Regions from separate parts of the Ovis aries genome. Here region 2 is linked to region 1. The links are chromatin contacts, called in public Hi-C maps. All regions are on one chromosome and are shown on one strand. Each heading gives the region's core, a stretch centred on a gene start, on an enhancer-like site or on the middle of the called end of the contact. The rest is flanking DNA. Distances are from core to core; before and after follow the strand shown. Region 1 overlaps PRKAG2 (protein kinase AMP-activated non-catalytic subunit gamma 2). Region 2 overlaps PRKAG2 (protein kinase AMP-activated non-catalytic subunit gamma 2).

Region 1 (7,921 bases), core at 2,557-5,056:
GTATGTCAGGTACGTTGGTACGTCAGAGAGCACGTGCCTCTCCAGCGGGGGCTACAGGAACTCCGGGTGGCGGCTGGAGTCTGTGTAGAAGAACGAACGGGGCACGCCTAGAGCAGATCTGTGCCAGAACTGCCATCACATTCTTCGGGACGCTCCGCAAGTTCCTTCATCCCCTCTGCCTGGATCTCTTCGTTTGTAAAATGGGGAGGACACCATCTTTCCTGCAGAGTGATTCTGAGGGATGGGATAGGTCACAGGTGCTGCTGACTGGACGGTACTCATATGATTGTCACACGCAGAGACGTCTGACCCCGAAGCCGTCGCTGGGCCAGCCGCAGTCACCGGATGAAGCACTGATGGTGGCCTGATTCTACCTTTTGGCTCGTTTGCCTTTCTGGTCCTTTCCAAGGGCATCACCATAGTATATTTGTGGAGACGATACAACAGGGCAGGTACCACTACATTCAGGTTATTTAATGCACGGATAATCCGATGTAGCTGGGTGCTATCACTACTTCCTGCTTCACAAAGAGAAACTGAAGATTGAAATAACTTGCCTAAGGTCTCACAGCTCTTAAGTTGAAGAAGTGGGACTCCAACCTGGGTCTGACTCATGCTCTTGATTACTTGGCACTAATTACACATGCAACTTAAAGGGGGAGGGGACAGGCCACATGCGTAAGCATCAAAGCTCAAGGAGTCATTGTGAAAGGAAGAGCCAAACGAAGTGACGTCTGTCTTCCTGAGATCTTACTGAAACAAGTACACATTCCACAATACATGGTCTATGAAAAACAATCTACTGGTAGCGACTTGATGCATTCGAACTGTGGTGTTGGAGAAGACTCTTCAAAGTCCCTTGGAAAGCAAGGAGATCAAACCAATCAATCCGAAAGGAAATCAACCCTGACTATTCATTAGAAGGACTGATGCTGAAGCTCCAGTGCTTTGTCCATCTGATGCAAAGAGCTGACTCATTAGAAAAGACCCTGAAGCTGGGAAAGATTGAGAGCAGAGGAGAAGGGGATGACAGAGGATGAGTTGGTTGGATGGCATCACCGACTTGATGGACATGAGTTTGAACAAGCTCTGGGAGATAGTGAAGGACTGGGAAGCCTAGCGTGCTGCAGTCCATGAGGTTTCAAAGAGTCGGACACAACTGAGAAACTGAACAACAACAACTTACAAAAAAACAAACGACCAAAGTATAACCTAAAATAACATGAATGAGGTACTACAAAGTTCAGAACCTCAGTGATGTGACATAAATTCAGATACACAGGAAACAGCTTTAACTGGGACAGAGGCAGCAAGTGAAAAGATTTAAGATGTGACTAAAATTTGACCAAAACTTTCCCAAATAGATGCTAAAGCTGAAACTCCACTACTTTGGCCACCGAATGCGAAGAGTTGACTCACTGGAAAAGACTGATGCTGGGAGGGATTGGGGGCAGGAGGAGAATGGGACAACAGAGGATGAGATGGTTGGATGGCATCACTGACTCGATGGACGTGAGTCTGAATGAACTCCGGGAGTTGGTGATGGACAGGGAGGCCTGGCGTGCTGCAATTCATGGGGTTGCAAAGAGTCAGACACGACTGAGCGACTGAACTGAACTGAACCAAAGGACTTTCTCCTTTGAGCATCTGAGTGAAGCTGGACTTCTCCCCTAACATCAGCACAAGTGCAGTCACAGCCACAAAAGAGAGATCTAAGAGACTTTCTCCTGAGACACCAGCTTATGTAAGTCATCACGTTTCCATGACTGCCTCTGAAGCTGTTCCGGACAGAGTCCACCCTGATCTCATGTTCAGCAGCGGGAGTCTCGGCACACCTGGAGGTACACCCAGGTCACCTCACCTCTGCCTTGTCACTGCTCTTAGATTAGCACACATCAACTTGGCAAGGGGGCTTCCTCACTGCCTTTAATAGAAATGCCTTTATATCCTCATAAGAAATAACATTAACCACTGAAGTACACTGAGCCCACGTGCCAGAGTAAAAGTTAAAGCTCCCAAAACTATGAGTTCACGTATGTGACAACTATTTACTGAAACGAGGTCTTGTTTATCATGGTATCTCTGAGACCTGGCAAATAGCAAGTTTTCAGCCCTGTCCTCACAGGGCTTACACAATGGCAAGGAAACGTGAACAAACACATTTCTCCTGAACAGCCCCGTCAACCAGGTGGGGTCATGACATAAGGTGGGAAGGCTGGTCTGGGGATTCTGGAAAGTTGCTCTTCCTGAGGGAGTGACATTTAGGCTGAGACCTGAAGAAAGCCAGTGGGTGGCTCAGAGGACAGGGAAGAACCACCCAGGGAGTGGGGACAGCCCACCTGAAGTCCAGAAGGCGCAGATAACAAAGCTGAGGAACGTGCAGGAGGCCTGGAGAAGAGTGGTGTGAGGTGAGGCAGGCAGAATGGAAGGGCAGAGAACACGGGGAGAAGACCGGAGTCCTGCCTAAGGGCAGAGGAAGCCGGAGAAGGCTTGTAAGCGTGGAAATGATGCCATTAGACACATGTTTTCAGAAAGTATCGCTAACTGCAGCCTGTCGAGTTGACTGAAGGGGGCCAGAGTGCATGCTGGGTGATCAGGCTGTTTAACAGTCAGCAGAGAGGTGACATGGCAGAGTGACATACGGGAGGGATTCAGGAGGTGACGGGGAGAGGACAGATCGCTTGGATGTGGGGGTGAGAGAGGCAGGGCTCAACATCATTCTTGTTAAAATACAAAGCCAAAAACCAGGGGGACACAGTGCCCATTTACTGAATCAGGCTGGAGGAGAAAACAGAAGAGGGGAGCGGGAGGATGGGTGAGAGAGGTGGTGGTGCCTCAGGTGGAGACATCCAATAGGCAACCGGATACTCAGAAGAGATGTGGCTGGAGATAACTGCGGAGCGTCATCGGTTATTAAAGCATCCTGTAATTAAATACACGGGATTAGAACACTGGGCAACAGGCAGGGGGTAATTACAGCCCTGGGAGTGAGTAGGACTGTCTAGGGGAGAGGACAGGAGGAGAAGACAAGGGGGGCTTTGGGCAGAGCCGGGTCCCATATCTAATGTCTGCGTGAGTCAGACCTCACTCCACCTGCTACTACAAAACAGAACAGAACCAAAAAAGGAAAAAGAGGAGAACCACTGAGAAGACAAGGATGAGGAGTGCACCCGGAGTGTTCCGTGGGAGAAGGGGGCGGAGGTTGTCTCTGGGGACGGCTACTAAGAGCTCAAAATGAGAAGAGGACTAAGTGTCCGCTGGAGTTTGCAGAACGGAGCCACAAAGGATCACCTTGGGGAGCTCGGGTGGAGAGGCGGAAAGGGGCTGAAGAAGGGATGGGAGGTGAGGGTGTGGAAAGTGGGTTTCTGGATAAGGGACTACTTCCTGTTGGGAATGCAGGCTGGCTTGGAGCCCGTGCAGTGAGCCTAACGACCATGTTTGAAACCTGGTGACCCCACCTTCTCAGATTTATCCCCTGAGGTATCTTACTTAACCTCTCAACCCTCTTAATGTCCCCCTCTATAAAACAGGGATGATAAAAATATTTAACTCATAGAGTTGCTCTGAGGATTAGATGAGATCAACGTAAAAGATTTACAACAGTGTCTTAATATACTTAGTACACACCAGTTACTATAAACCAGAAAAAGGACACAAAGGTTCTTCCACTTTTCATTTCACAGGTAAGATGGAAAGTCCCCGGGGTCCTAGTATGACAACTTCACAAGGGTTCTTCCGCCCCCACTGCAGAGCTGTAGGATGGAGCCACCCGGCCAGCGAGCACACGGTCTGACTCACCGGCCTGGACTCCTGCCAGCTATTGGCTGGGGCTGCCAGGCGCCCACCACAGAGCAGACAGAGCCAGTCCTGAGAGGGAAGGTCATGGCGATCCTTTCATCCCGGAGATGACTCAGCCCCACCTCGGCTCCTGGTGACTCCTCGGTTACTTGTGAAGCCCAGTGGCTGGTCCTGCTTTCAGATCCCCAAACCCTGCTGTGAACTCCCCTCTTGTTTAAAGGATTGGCGGGGGGTTTCAGATAACAGAACCTCTGCTCTTCTACCTCATCAAATCTAAGATACCATCAAATGTGAAGTTATAGCCTGACTTCAGAGACTTTAAAATGTACACCTAAAATCTATTAAATATGGCAAACTTTCAAATATGGGGCCAGCCAGGAAAGAAAATGTTTCACTGTGAATATTTCATACAGCTGTAACTATTTTTATAATCAAGACACAGTCACTCTCTTGCGGAAGGTAAGTTGCAGTCTCAGTAGGGAAGGGCAGAGTCTGGATGGCAGGTCATCAGAGCCTTCCAATACTACGAGGCGATTGGCCAGTGACCGAGCTGTGATCATCGGCCTGTCACCACCAGAGGTCAGCACCCTTCACACCAGTCAGTGAACCAAGTGGACACAGCCGAGCCTCCTGGGCGATCTGCTATCAAGGCTAAGTGATAAAGGGATATAAATGCACAGGAGGATGTTCTTTCTAAGAAAGAGCAGTGTTTCTCGTTATCCACAGGTGCCCGTCCCCTTAACTGTCCTACCCCATGAAACTTGAATACTGCAAACACACTGTATATCCATTCAGGGGCCCTTTGGAGAGCCAGAAACCACTATGGTACCTAAGATTTTTTTGTCCCCCAACAAGAACCAATCTCTGCTCACATCACAGCAACATCCTCATCACAGCAACATCCTCCCGTTGAGAATGAGCGAGTTTGACTGAATGTACATTTCTGGTTTCTGAAGAGTAGCTGCTGGTCGTTCTAGGTCGTATTTTCAGGCTAGAAGGAAAAGCACATGTTTGCCAAGTGCTGGGCTTCATTCTACAGAGAAAACCCACAGCAGCAACAATAACAACAAGACAAACAACACCTGGAGAGACTAGGATCATCCAAGACCACAGCTGCCTCATTACAGAATGGGGCCTCAGGTTACCAGACTCCTGACTGAAAAATAGTACTTTCCCTCTCGCTTTTACTTTTCCCATCCACTTCTTAACTAGTTTTCACCGTGCAGACTATGTTGATCAGTCTTGCTAGGAAAATGAGTTTGGAGGCAAGTCCTGAAAAGACTATCCTTTGAGGAATTCCTTGCAGGTGAAGAAGGAATAGCTCAGAGAGAGGACTGCGAAGGAAGCAGCAGAGAGTAAGGGAACAGGGGAGAGGTGAGTGGACAGAAGTGAGACGGTGGGACGAACCCACACGGTGAGCTACTCAAAGCCTGAAATAACTGGAGAGGCCGCGACAGCTGGAACGGTGAGAAGAGGGCGAGGAGATAACACAGATAGTTTCCAGGGGCTGTAACATTCTTGACATGGTGCCAGAATCATAGGTTTGTTAATCATGGATAATCTCAACCCTGAATATTCATTGGAAGGACTGCTGCTGAAGCTGAAGCTCCAATACTCTGGCCACCTGATTCGAAGAGCTGATTCATTGGAAAAGACCCCGAAGATGGGAAAGATTGAAGGCAGGAGGAGAAGGAGACGACAGAGGATGGGATGGTTGGATGGCATCACCGACTCAACGGACATGAGTTTGGGCAAGCTCTGGGAGATGGTGAAGGACAGGGAAGCCTGGTGTGTTGCAGTCCATGGGGTCGCAAAGAGTTGGACACAACTGAGCCACTGAACAACAGCATCATTTACTGGAGAAAGCATTCGAGGGCTGTGTTCAGGTGCTTACGGCGGTGCTTGGTCTTGTTGTTAAATAAGTTCTACACAGTTAACCTTGATAAAAACAAACAGGTATGACTGATGCAATAAAACATTTGAAAAGCGAACACATAATGTAACTGCTGAGCGCTAAGCGCCGCTCTCAGCACTTTGCAGATCCTGAATCATCCCATCCTCCCATTGCTCCCATAAAGGAACCATAAACCCTGGGTGTAGTCACCAGAATACAGCTGAGCACCCATGGTGCACCACTGTGTCATGAGCTGGGAAGGGGAGGCGGGATTGTGGAGAAAACAGAAGGGCTCTGGTTTTCCCTGGTGGCTCAGACAGCAAAGAATCCGCCTGCAATGCAGAAGACCTGGGTTCGATTTCCCTGGGCTGGGAATATCCCCTGGAGAAGGGAAAGGCTACCCTCTCCAATACTCCTGCCTGGAGAATCCCATGGACAGGAGAGCCTGGTGGGTTATAGTCCATGGGGTTGCAAAGAGTTGGGACACAACTGAGTGACTAAGCACGCACGCACAGAAGGGCTTTGGGAGGGACTCTGAGAGGGTGAGACCTTGGCTGAGCTGTGATGGTGGCGGCATGAGACAGGATGTACACAGTGGTAATGCTGGCAGCTGGAGGACATAGCGAGAGAAGGCCTCACCCTCCAAAGGATGTAAACCCTGAGTCACTGGGACTGCGAGGAGTCACAGAACAGGGGGCTGGCCAACTCTGCTTGTGGGCCCAACCTGGCCTCTTTCTGTAAACAAAGTTTGGCTGGAACGCCAGCCCTGCCAGTGGGACTGCGTTGCTGCTCTGCGGCGGTCCGGGCGGGCTGAGTTGTTGTGACCTAGACGGAGACCATCTAGTTTTTGACAGAAGGAGATTGCTGAAGCTGGTTCTACAGCCTGATGACTCCATGTGTGAGGCAGCAACAGCCGCACTTGGGAGCTTGGCAGAAATGCAGACTCCCAGGCCCACCCCCTACTCCCTGAAGCAGAGAACTCGAATCTGCCTTCTGATAAGCTCTCTCATGCACAGAAAGCAAGCTCTCTAGTCTCTCGTGTGCATGGCTGGGAAGAGGCGGGGAGGCTGCAGATGAAAAGTCTGCGTGTATTCTATATATAGACACAGAAAAGTGGTAAAGATTTTTCCTGTAAAGGAATGGCGCTGTCAATTCATGCTCTGGAAAGGTCCCTCTGTCAGGGCATGAGAGTAAGAAATGGGTGGGCAGCTGGGGTCAGAACCCAGGCAAAGGAGGACCTGAACAACAACACAGGGGAGACTGAGGTCCAATTTGTTCTTTTTTCCCAGAGGCAAAGAGTATTTTAAGAGATGACTCCAGCTTCACTAATGCTGCCAATTTTGTTTCTAACAGAGTATCTGTTATAATCTATTAGGAAAGAGAAAAACACCTGGTAACAAAAACACTAGTAATCAAGTGTCTCGGTGTATCCCAAATGTATCTCCATCTAAGGAAAGCCTCCAGATCACAATGCACGAAGGAGGACATTAGGTGAATAAGAAGGGAGCTGGAAGATGAAATGAGGATCTACTCAATAGCCATGTATTATGTAGGCTGCTAACAAGTCAGCTCACAGGATACTTAAAGGTGTAATGTCTGTTAGGACTCACTGTTCCCCCATATAAACGTAAGATTCTGCTTGATATTCACTTTTTCTGTATTTTGGATGAATAAGCAATCTGAAGTTCAAAAGAAACAGAGCAGCATTTGAGACTAGCACGCCAACACTATCCCTTCCAGCTTGGCTGACAGCTTCCAAGAAACTGCTATTTAACATTTTGCCTTCTTAAGAATCCAGAAAAGTTTGACAGGGTTATTTGTGGGGTTCAGCATGCTTTAAAGTAATGACAGCAATATAGATAAAAGCAGACGGGTGAAAATGGGAAATTCCTTTCCTTAGACGCTTAGGTTTAACATTTTACTTTCACTCCATTGGCAGAAACAATGCTGAAGAGAAAAGGCTTATATATCTGCTTTGAAAAATGTAACATAATTAATAAATCTCAAGTAAGGGAAAAAAACCTAACCTGTGTTGAGAAGAATCTCTCTAAGAAAGATTCATTGATAAAAACTTACAAAGTCCATGAGTTCAGTACAATAGTAAATGGTGCTGAAAATTAACAGCTACATTTACACAGTGCTTACTGTGGATTTACAGTGTACTAAATAGCATTATATGGACTATCTCATTTAATCATCAAAACACTCTGATATTAGCTCCTTATGAAT
Region 2 (7,921 bases), core at 3,781-6,280, 130 kb after region 1:
CAAGAGAGGAGAGGCCAGGCCCCCGTTGCACCTATGGAGGAACCTACAAGTCATGGAACAAGTCGCAAAATCCACCTCCACTTGGGTTCTCCAGTGCACTAGTGGATCGCTATCTGTGTTAAATACGGTAGCCCAAACTTAAGCTCTGAAAAAGTCTGAGAAGGTAGGTTTCAGAGTTTCATATTTAGATTTTCTCTTTTTAAAAGAGGAAATCTAACTTCTCCCTGGTAGCTCAGCTGGTAAAGAATCTGCCTGCATAACGGGAGACCTGGGTTCAATCCCTGGGTTGGGAAGATCCCCTGGAGAAGGGAAAGGCTACCCACTCCAATATTCTGGCCTGGAGAATTCCATGAACTGTATAGTCCATGGGGTCGCAGAGTTGGACATGACTGAGTGACTTTCACTTTTTAAAAATATCAATTCAGGGACTTCCCTGGTGGTCCAGTGGCTGAGACTCTGCAGTCCCTATGCAGGGGGCTCAGGTTCTATCCCTGGTCAGGGAACTGGACCCCATATGCCTCAACTAAAGACCCCATATGCCTCAACTAAAGATCCCATAGGCCTCAACTAAAGATCCCATATGCCTCAACTAAAGATCACATGTGTTGTAAGTAAGACCCTGTGCAGCCAAACAAATAAATAAATATTTTGAAAAATTAAAAAATCAATTTGGCACTTAAAAAAAATGGAAATGTTCTTCTGGTTTAAAAATGAAACAAAGCAGAGCTTCCTTAGAAAAGATTGCTAAACAAGAATTCCAGTAAGAAAGAGCCATATTTGATTAAAAGAAAAATGAAAGGCTTTGTCTAAAGCAATGCAAGATTCTTATACTATATGAGAGACTATGTAGAAGAAAACACTTCAGAGTTTAGCGACTAAAAGGGAACAATGAGTTTAAATTCGTGTGGGAAATAAACAGCAACCCGGGCACATCCAGCGGCTCTGTACATAGCTTATCCAGCCCTTCACTCACCAAGTAGTTATTAAACCTCTACCAAACGAGCAGGACAGATGTTGATGGAGGGGATTAGGGCTACGAAAAATTCAAAGACATTCCTGTCCTCTAAGAATTATATTTTAATTAGTAAGATAATAAATACTGTTTGGGGAGTACCTACCATATGTCAGTTGGAGTGCTGAATATGAATTTATTTCATCATTCCCAGAAACCTATGGGGCAAGTGTTACTAACACCATTTTACTTAAAGCTGAATAACTCTTACTGTGCTGTCTACAGAGACGTGGATGGACCTAGAGACTCTCATACAGAGTGAAGTCAGAAAAACACACATTGTATATTAACAGATACATGTGGAATCGAGAAAAATTGTAGAGATGAACTTATTTGTAAAGCAGAAATAGAGACACAGATATAGAGAACAAACGTATGGGTACCAAGGGGGCAAGGGGGCGTGGAATGGACTGGGAGATTGTGATGGACATATATACACTGTCAATAATAAAGAAGGCTGAGCGCCAGAGAAATGATGCTTTAGAGCTGTGGTGTTGGAGAAGACTCTTGAGAGTCCCTTGGACTGCAAGGAGATCCAACCAGTCCATCCTAAAGGAGATCAGTCCTGAATATTCATTGGGAGGACTGATGCTGAAGCTCCAATACTTTGCCCACCTGTTGCAAAGAACTGACTCATTGGAAAAGACCCTGATGCTGGGAAAGACTGAAGGCAGGAGGAGAAGGGGCGGCAGAGGATGAGATGGTTGGATGGCATCGCCGACTCAATGGACATGAGTTTGAGCAAACTCCGGAGTTGGTGAAGGATAGAGGAGCCTGGCGTGCTGCGGTCCATGGGGTCTCAGAGTCGGACACGACTGAGCGACTGAACAGCAACATAAAATAGATGACTAATGAGAAACTACTGTAAGCACAGGGAACTCTACTCAGCGCTCTGTGGCGACCTAAATGGGAAGGAAATCTGAAAAAGGGAAGATACGTGTATACATAGAGCTGATTCACTTTGCTGTGCAGCAGAAACTAACAAACACAACACTATAAAGTGATTATACTCCAACAAACAAAATAAATACGTAAAGTTGAGCAAGTCTCTGCAGCGCCAGAGCCCACTGCTGCTGCCCAGCTCTGGGCCGCATACCCTCTGGATTCGTCCAGTAGGATCGTTTGATGCCTTTGGAGAGGAGAGCCAGGAGGTGCAGTGCAGGCAGGGTGGAGGAAAGAACCCCTGGGCCCTTCGGGGGGTCATGGTTCTGTTACTGAGATGGCCACAGAATATTCTGGAAAGACACAGTAGAACTGGCCTGATGGAGCAAAAAGTCGTTTGAGGCCCAGAACAGTTCTCTGTCCCACAGGACGGACCCTGGGGAGCTCTGGATGGACGGAGCTGGGGAGCAGGGTTAAACTGCAGCTCTAAGACAAGCCCGGGAGATGAGAAGGATTGGGAAGCCTGGTGTGCTGCAGTCCACGGGGTCGCAAGGAGTCAGACACAACTGAGCAGCCAACAACAACAGAACAAGTGATGCCAGACGCGACGACCTTGACTACGGATACAAGGCCCCAGCGAGCCCCGGACTCCACTGTCATGTGCCTTTGGTCTCACTCAAAATGCTCTTCCCAGGGACAGCTTCACCCAGGAGCAGAGACGAAGGCTGCGGAGACACTGGACTTCCGGGGTGGAGGTGCAGGGCCTGCGGGAAATGCTGGGGTGGGGTGGGGGGCTCAGGGGGGACTGGGGTGGGGTGGGGGGCAGGGAGGACTAAGCCGTAGGGGCTGCCACCTGCTGTGGTGCAAACCTCCCGCCTTGATCCATCTCAGGGCACTGATGGGCACGGACGGGCTCGCAGAATTCCCAGACGTTTTACAATCAGCTCTCTTACCACTGTGTCTCCCTGTTCGATTCGTATTTGCCTGATACTCCTTAACTTGGGACAACACTTTCGCACAACTGAGACGAGTGCAGATACATAAGGATGAGGCGACACCCAGGCTGCAGGTGGAGTGACGAGCACACGTCCTTCAGGACATCCGACCTCGGGGCTGGGAGCGGTGGCCACTGTCGGGAAGACCAAACACCCCTTCGTCACGGTTTCCGCAGCTGATGGTCCCAAATGAACAAGAGGTGAAGCCCCTTCACGCGATCGTGATTCAGCCGGCAAGAACACCTCCTCATGGAATGCTTTCCACACTTGGGGGATTTTTTAAAGGGAAGGGCTGAAAAAGAAGGAACCAGTGGCTTCCAAGATGGAACTGTGTTTATTTCGTTTGGCCCCACCACGTGGCACTTGGATACCTTTGTTTCCTGACCGGGGACAGAACCCACTCTTCTGGCAGTGGAAGTGTCGATCTTAACTACTGGGTCACCAGGGAAGTCCTGAAAAGTGTGTTTAAAATGTATTTCTGGAGCATATTATACAAATCACTCTCTTGGTTGGTGCTATACCCAGAAGCCTGGACTAGGACCATGTAATGAGGGCAGTTTTCAAACTGTGGGGCTGGACAAGACTCTTGAGAGTCCCTTGGACTGCAAAGAGATCCAACCAGTCCATCCTAAAGGGGGACAGTCTTAGGTGTTCACTGGAAGGACTGTTGCTGAAGCTGAAGCTCCAATACTTCGGCCAATACTTCACATCAGAGCTGATTCATTGGAAATAACACTGATGTTGGGGAAGATTGGGGGCAGGAGAAGTGGGTGACCGGGGATGAGATGGTTGGACGGCATCACCGACTTGATGGACGTGAGTTTGAGTGAACTCCAGGAGGGCAGCACACCACTCGGCACTCAGAGCAGGCTCCACCGCCGAGAGAGGTTCAGGCCTTGAACATTTCTCATTTCTCCTTACTGTTATTATTGCGTGACAGCTGGGAATCCAGGGAAGGGTGGACTGCTCCTCAGGGAGCCTGGCTGGCCTGGCCTTCTGATAGGGGTGGGGACAGTGGGCCTGACTCCACGGCCACTGTCTCTGCAGTCAGGGCCTTCTGCTGCACACGCTGGGGATGGGCAGGCAGAGGGGCCAAAGGATGCTGAGCATCCACCACAGTGTCCACATGGCCAGTTGACAAGTCCTACCGGGGCTCCGGCAGAAAGCCCAGGGTGGACCCTTTTACTGGGCAGAGCTGCCTCCTGGTTCGGCCTCTGTCCCCTGTGCTGCGGGAGTGGGCCTCCCGGGTCAGCAGCAGACACATGGGCAGAGACCGTTTACTCCGTTTCACGGAGACGGTCACCAGAGGCCTGGATGAGAGGCTGGGTTGGGGGGCTGAGACTCCGTGCAGACCTGTCCTGCTTGTCACCCCCGTGTCCAGACACACCCTCACCTTGGGCCCCCGGTCCAGGCCTGCAGGGCTGAGGAGGGCTGCCGGCAGGCAGGCGCACCTCGTGTAGACCAGGGCCTTCCCAAAGTTCTCCTCGGCCACGCCGTGAGGCAGGGAGGCCAGCCCTCACGACTTGGTTTAAGAAGCAGAACATGCGGAGGTTCAGAGAAGCGAAATGATTTGCCCAAGATCCCCCTCCGGGGACCAGCGGCACAGCTGGACTGGCACCCTGCCGGTTTGCTCCCCCCTGAGACCTGGGTTCGATCCCTGGGTTGGGAAGATCCCCTGGAGAAGGGAAAGGCTACCCACTCCAGTATTCTGGCCTGGAGAATTCCATGGGCTGTATGGTCCATGGGGTCGCAAAGAGTCGGACGTGAGCGAGCGGCTTCACTCTTTCACTCTCATCTCATGGTACGGACCCCTCCCCACACACACCCCGCCCTGCCAGGATGCCTCTTCTGGGTTCCATGTTGGAAAAGGAAAGGAAGACAGACCCACTGCCAATGCACCCGGAAGCTTTGTGGGTCACGTGACGGTACCTGAAAAGCACTGGACCCCTCAGAGGCCATGGGCCAAACCAAACCCCAGTTATGTAAGAGGCTCTGGGTGGGGGTGGGGGGGACCCTCGGAGCGGCGGGCGGGCCACACGCCCGGGAGCACAGAGTTGCTGGCACTCTCCGGTGGTTGCAAAATACAGTGTCGGATTTCATGGAAAGTTCTAAAGGTCACCGCAGCACTTGACTCTGAGTGAGACTGTGTGTCACCTCTCCGGGGCTTCCTTTCCTCGTCCCCAGAGCTGTTTGTGAGGCCGAGGCTCCCAGGCGACCGTCCCCGCCCTGACCCGGGCGCCCACATGTCGCCCAGCACGCCTACCGTCACATATACCTCTCGGCTCCTCCCGGAACTCGGAGCGACAAGAGGGTGATTTTTCTGGCAAAGACAAACCACCTCAACTTGGAACAGTTCAAGTCACACCAGTGGCATCTAAGCCCAGTGACATCGGGGGTAGCTTGATTTAAACAAACACCGAAAAGGACAGAAAAAAGCAAACACCAATGGCAGTCATGATTTTCAGCATGCCAAAGTACAGCACCCCAACAGTAGGGAGTCCCTGGGTGTTCTTAAAATCTAATGCCCCACGGAAGGACCCAGTGTGTGCTTCACTGAAATCCCTTCTCATGGGCCCTATAGTTCCCCGGGGGTCTCTCACCAGGCCAAAGGCTCTGTGGCACCAAAGACAAGAGCTGATGCGATTTGCTCTGACTCCAGGTTTCAAATTGGTCCCAGGGTGAACCCCGGACTCAAGGTCACAGAGCAAGGCTTGCAAACACCAGATTCCATAGGGTCTAGAGGTTGAGTGTCTGGCTTTTGTGTTTACTTCTTCCTCTAAGTTATGTCTTAGGGAGGTCAGAGGGCTACCGGAATGTGTAAAACCCTTGTGCAAGGGTGAAGACCCGTGAACGCACAGGCTCGGCAGAAAGCCAGACGGTGGTCCACCCGGCCCCTCATCTCCCAGGCAACTAGGCACCCTCTCCATTTTCTGGAATCCAGGGCTTTCAGGAGAAATTTGAAAAGTGTCGCCGTGGTAAAGAATCTGTCTTCAGCCAATGCAGGAGACAAGACCCAAGAGAGGCAGGTGCGATCTCTGGGTCGGGAAGATCCCCTGCAGGAAGGCACGGCTACCCACTCCAGTGCCCTTGCCTGGGGAATCCCAAGGACAGAGGAGCCTGGCGGGCTACAGTCCAGGCGGCCACAAAGAGTGGGACATGACTGAAGCAACTTGAGCATGTAGGAAAACCCCTCCTGCTTCGGCACTTCCTTCAGCTGGAAACCACTAGCTTAGAATATGAGGCCTGGGGGGAGGTTTGCCTTGAGCTGTCCCTTCTGAATCGTGACATATATTCCCCAACGAGACAATACACAGAAAGGTTCATAAGACTTGAGTCAGACACCGCAGCAACGCAATTACCGGGGTCAGTTCTGAGTCGCTGTTTCTTCTCCCTCATTTCTCCCATAAGAAAAATAAATCACAATACAGCCTGAGCCCATGTCACAGGGTTTTAAAGTAGGAAAAATACCCTGTCAGCCCTCAAGCATTTTAAACACCAAACGGCATCGTCAGGGCCTTAACCCAACCCAGAGGGCTGTCATGTGCCTCACAGGGTATCACCTGGAGAGCCCGTCTCCGAGGCCACCTCTGCTTGGCGGCAGCTGGGGCAGGGGCCCTGCATGGGGGACAGTGTGGGGCACTTGAACTTGAACTGACGGTACCACATGTCTGCAGTTCCTCTTCCAGCTGAACTGAGTCAGAGGTACTCGGACAGAACCCCCGCTCACGAGCCAAAGGCACTGCATTTCTCGAATGGGGAGCCAAGGGACTTTCCTCCTGATCATTTACTCATTTCAAACAACACGCACAAAGAATCCCGGTTTCTTAGCAGCGAGTTTCGATCGGGGAGAGCCTGGGTGCTGTTCAAGGCAAAACTCCACCGCAAAGCATGCAGCAGGTACATGGAAGGAAGGGCTGGGGGCAGGGTGGCCGGAAGTTCAGCCCTTCCTTGGTCCCCCTGCAGTTAAGACTCCGCTTGCAATGCAGGGGTGCAGGTTCAATCCCTAGTCAGGGAACTGAGATCCCACGTGCCGCGCAGCACGGCCAAAATTTACCCAAAAAACGTCCTTCAGTCCGTAAGTCTACACACAGTCTTCACACCTCAGGGGCAGCGGGATGCATCCATCCCAGGGAATCTGGTCAGGACCCCAAGTCATCAATAAAGAGTGAGATGCTATTTAGCATCTTTCAAATAAGAAAACTACAAAGTGTCTGAGCCACCAAACACTTGAAAATGCAGGTTTGGGTGCTCAAAGGCTTACGTTTCTGATGTCTAGGAAGTTCATTTCCATGGCTGGTTCATTTCGCTAGGTTGACCAAATATTTAAAAAATCCTATAATCTAGATCGTTTGTTGATTCAGATGGGCCTTACCCCCAGTGAATCGGATCTTGCCATAATCACTGACATTTCTCACCTCAAATCACATCATTCTCCTTGGGGGCAATACTGTCTCTAAGAGGGTGAAAACTGGCTTAGGGCGCTGGGGGACAGCCTCTTTTTACATACAAAGCACAGTCTCATGCAACACATTAGTAATATGTACTATATCTGTCTTATTAAAATTATAAGGGGGTGATTAAAAATGCCTAAAAAGATTCCTGACGGGGTGATAAAAAGTAAAGATTGATTAATTAAAAAAAAAAAAAAAAAGGAGAACAGAGGGGAATTGAGGAAGACGTGGGGAAGAGAGTATTCATCCGCCACTGTGATAAGACCACATGCAAGGTCCGCCACCAATAAACGGTACAATAGTTGAAGATGGACATAATTTAAAGAGGTCCTTTATGAGGTTTTGGAGGAGTGGGGCTGGGACCTTCCCATACCGATCATTTTGCATTCCTTGATTTTTTATTGTTTTGAAAACCATGCAACTGAACTACTTCACTGAAAAGTAAAATGTAAAGAAGAGAAAACAAAAGAAAAACAACAACAAAATCGAACAAACGGTGATTAGTGTCTTCAGCAGAAAAGAAAAAATCAGCAAAGCACCTTTTAAGGCAATTGTTTTATCAGAAAAAGATGAGGGACACT

The links. Hi-C and Micro-C count contacts between places; a contact is called where the count stands out from the background.
Region 2: a Hi-C map of skin fibroblasts shows a contact between it and region 1, with 1.8 times the contacts expected there. The contact joins two enhancer-like sites. A contact is called at or near these places in 8 of 16 Hi-C or Micro-C datasets (liver, mixed tissues, muscle and 4 more).

Annotation. Positions count from the first base shown.
Region 1 is chr4:115,762,880-115,770,800 of ARS-UI_Ramb_v3.0, forward strand. All of the region lies in intron 5 of PRKAG2 (protein kinase AMP-activated non-catalytic subunit gamma 2), which reads right to left. Among named protein-coding and RNA genes, the nearest start is that of RHEB, 89 kb to the left of the region's middle. Within about 2 kb of position 3,807, at least 17 of the 54 cell types and tissues checked have an H3K27ac peak or open chromatin away from gene starts, as enhancers often do.
Region 2 is chr4:115,888,726-115,896,646 of ARS-UI_Ramb_v3.0, forward strand. The region is part of intron 3 of PRKAG2 (protein kinase AMP-activated non-catalytic subunit gamma 2); the gene reads right to left. Among named protein-coding and RNA genes, the nearest start is that of PRKAG2, 130 kb to the right of the region's middle. Within about 2 kb of position 5,031, at least 11 of the 54 cell types and tissues checked have an H3K27ac peak or open chromatin away from gene starts, as enhancers often do.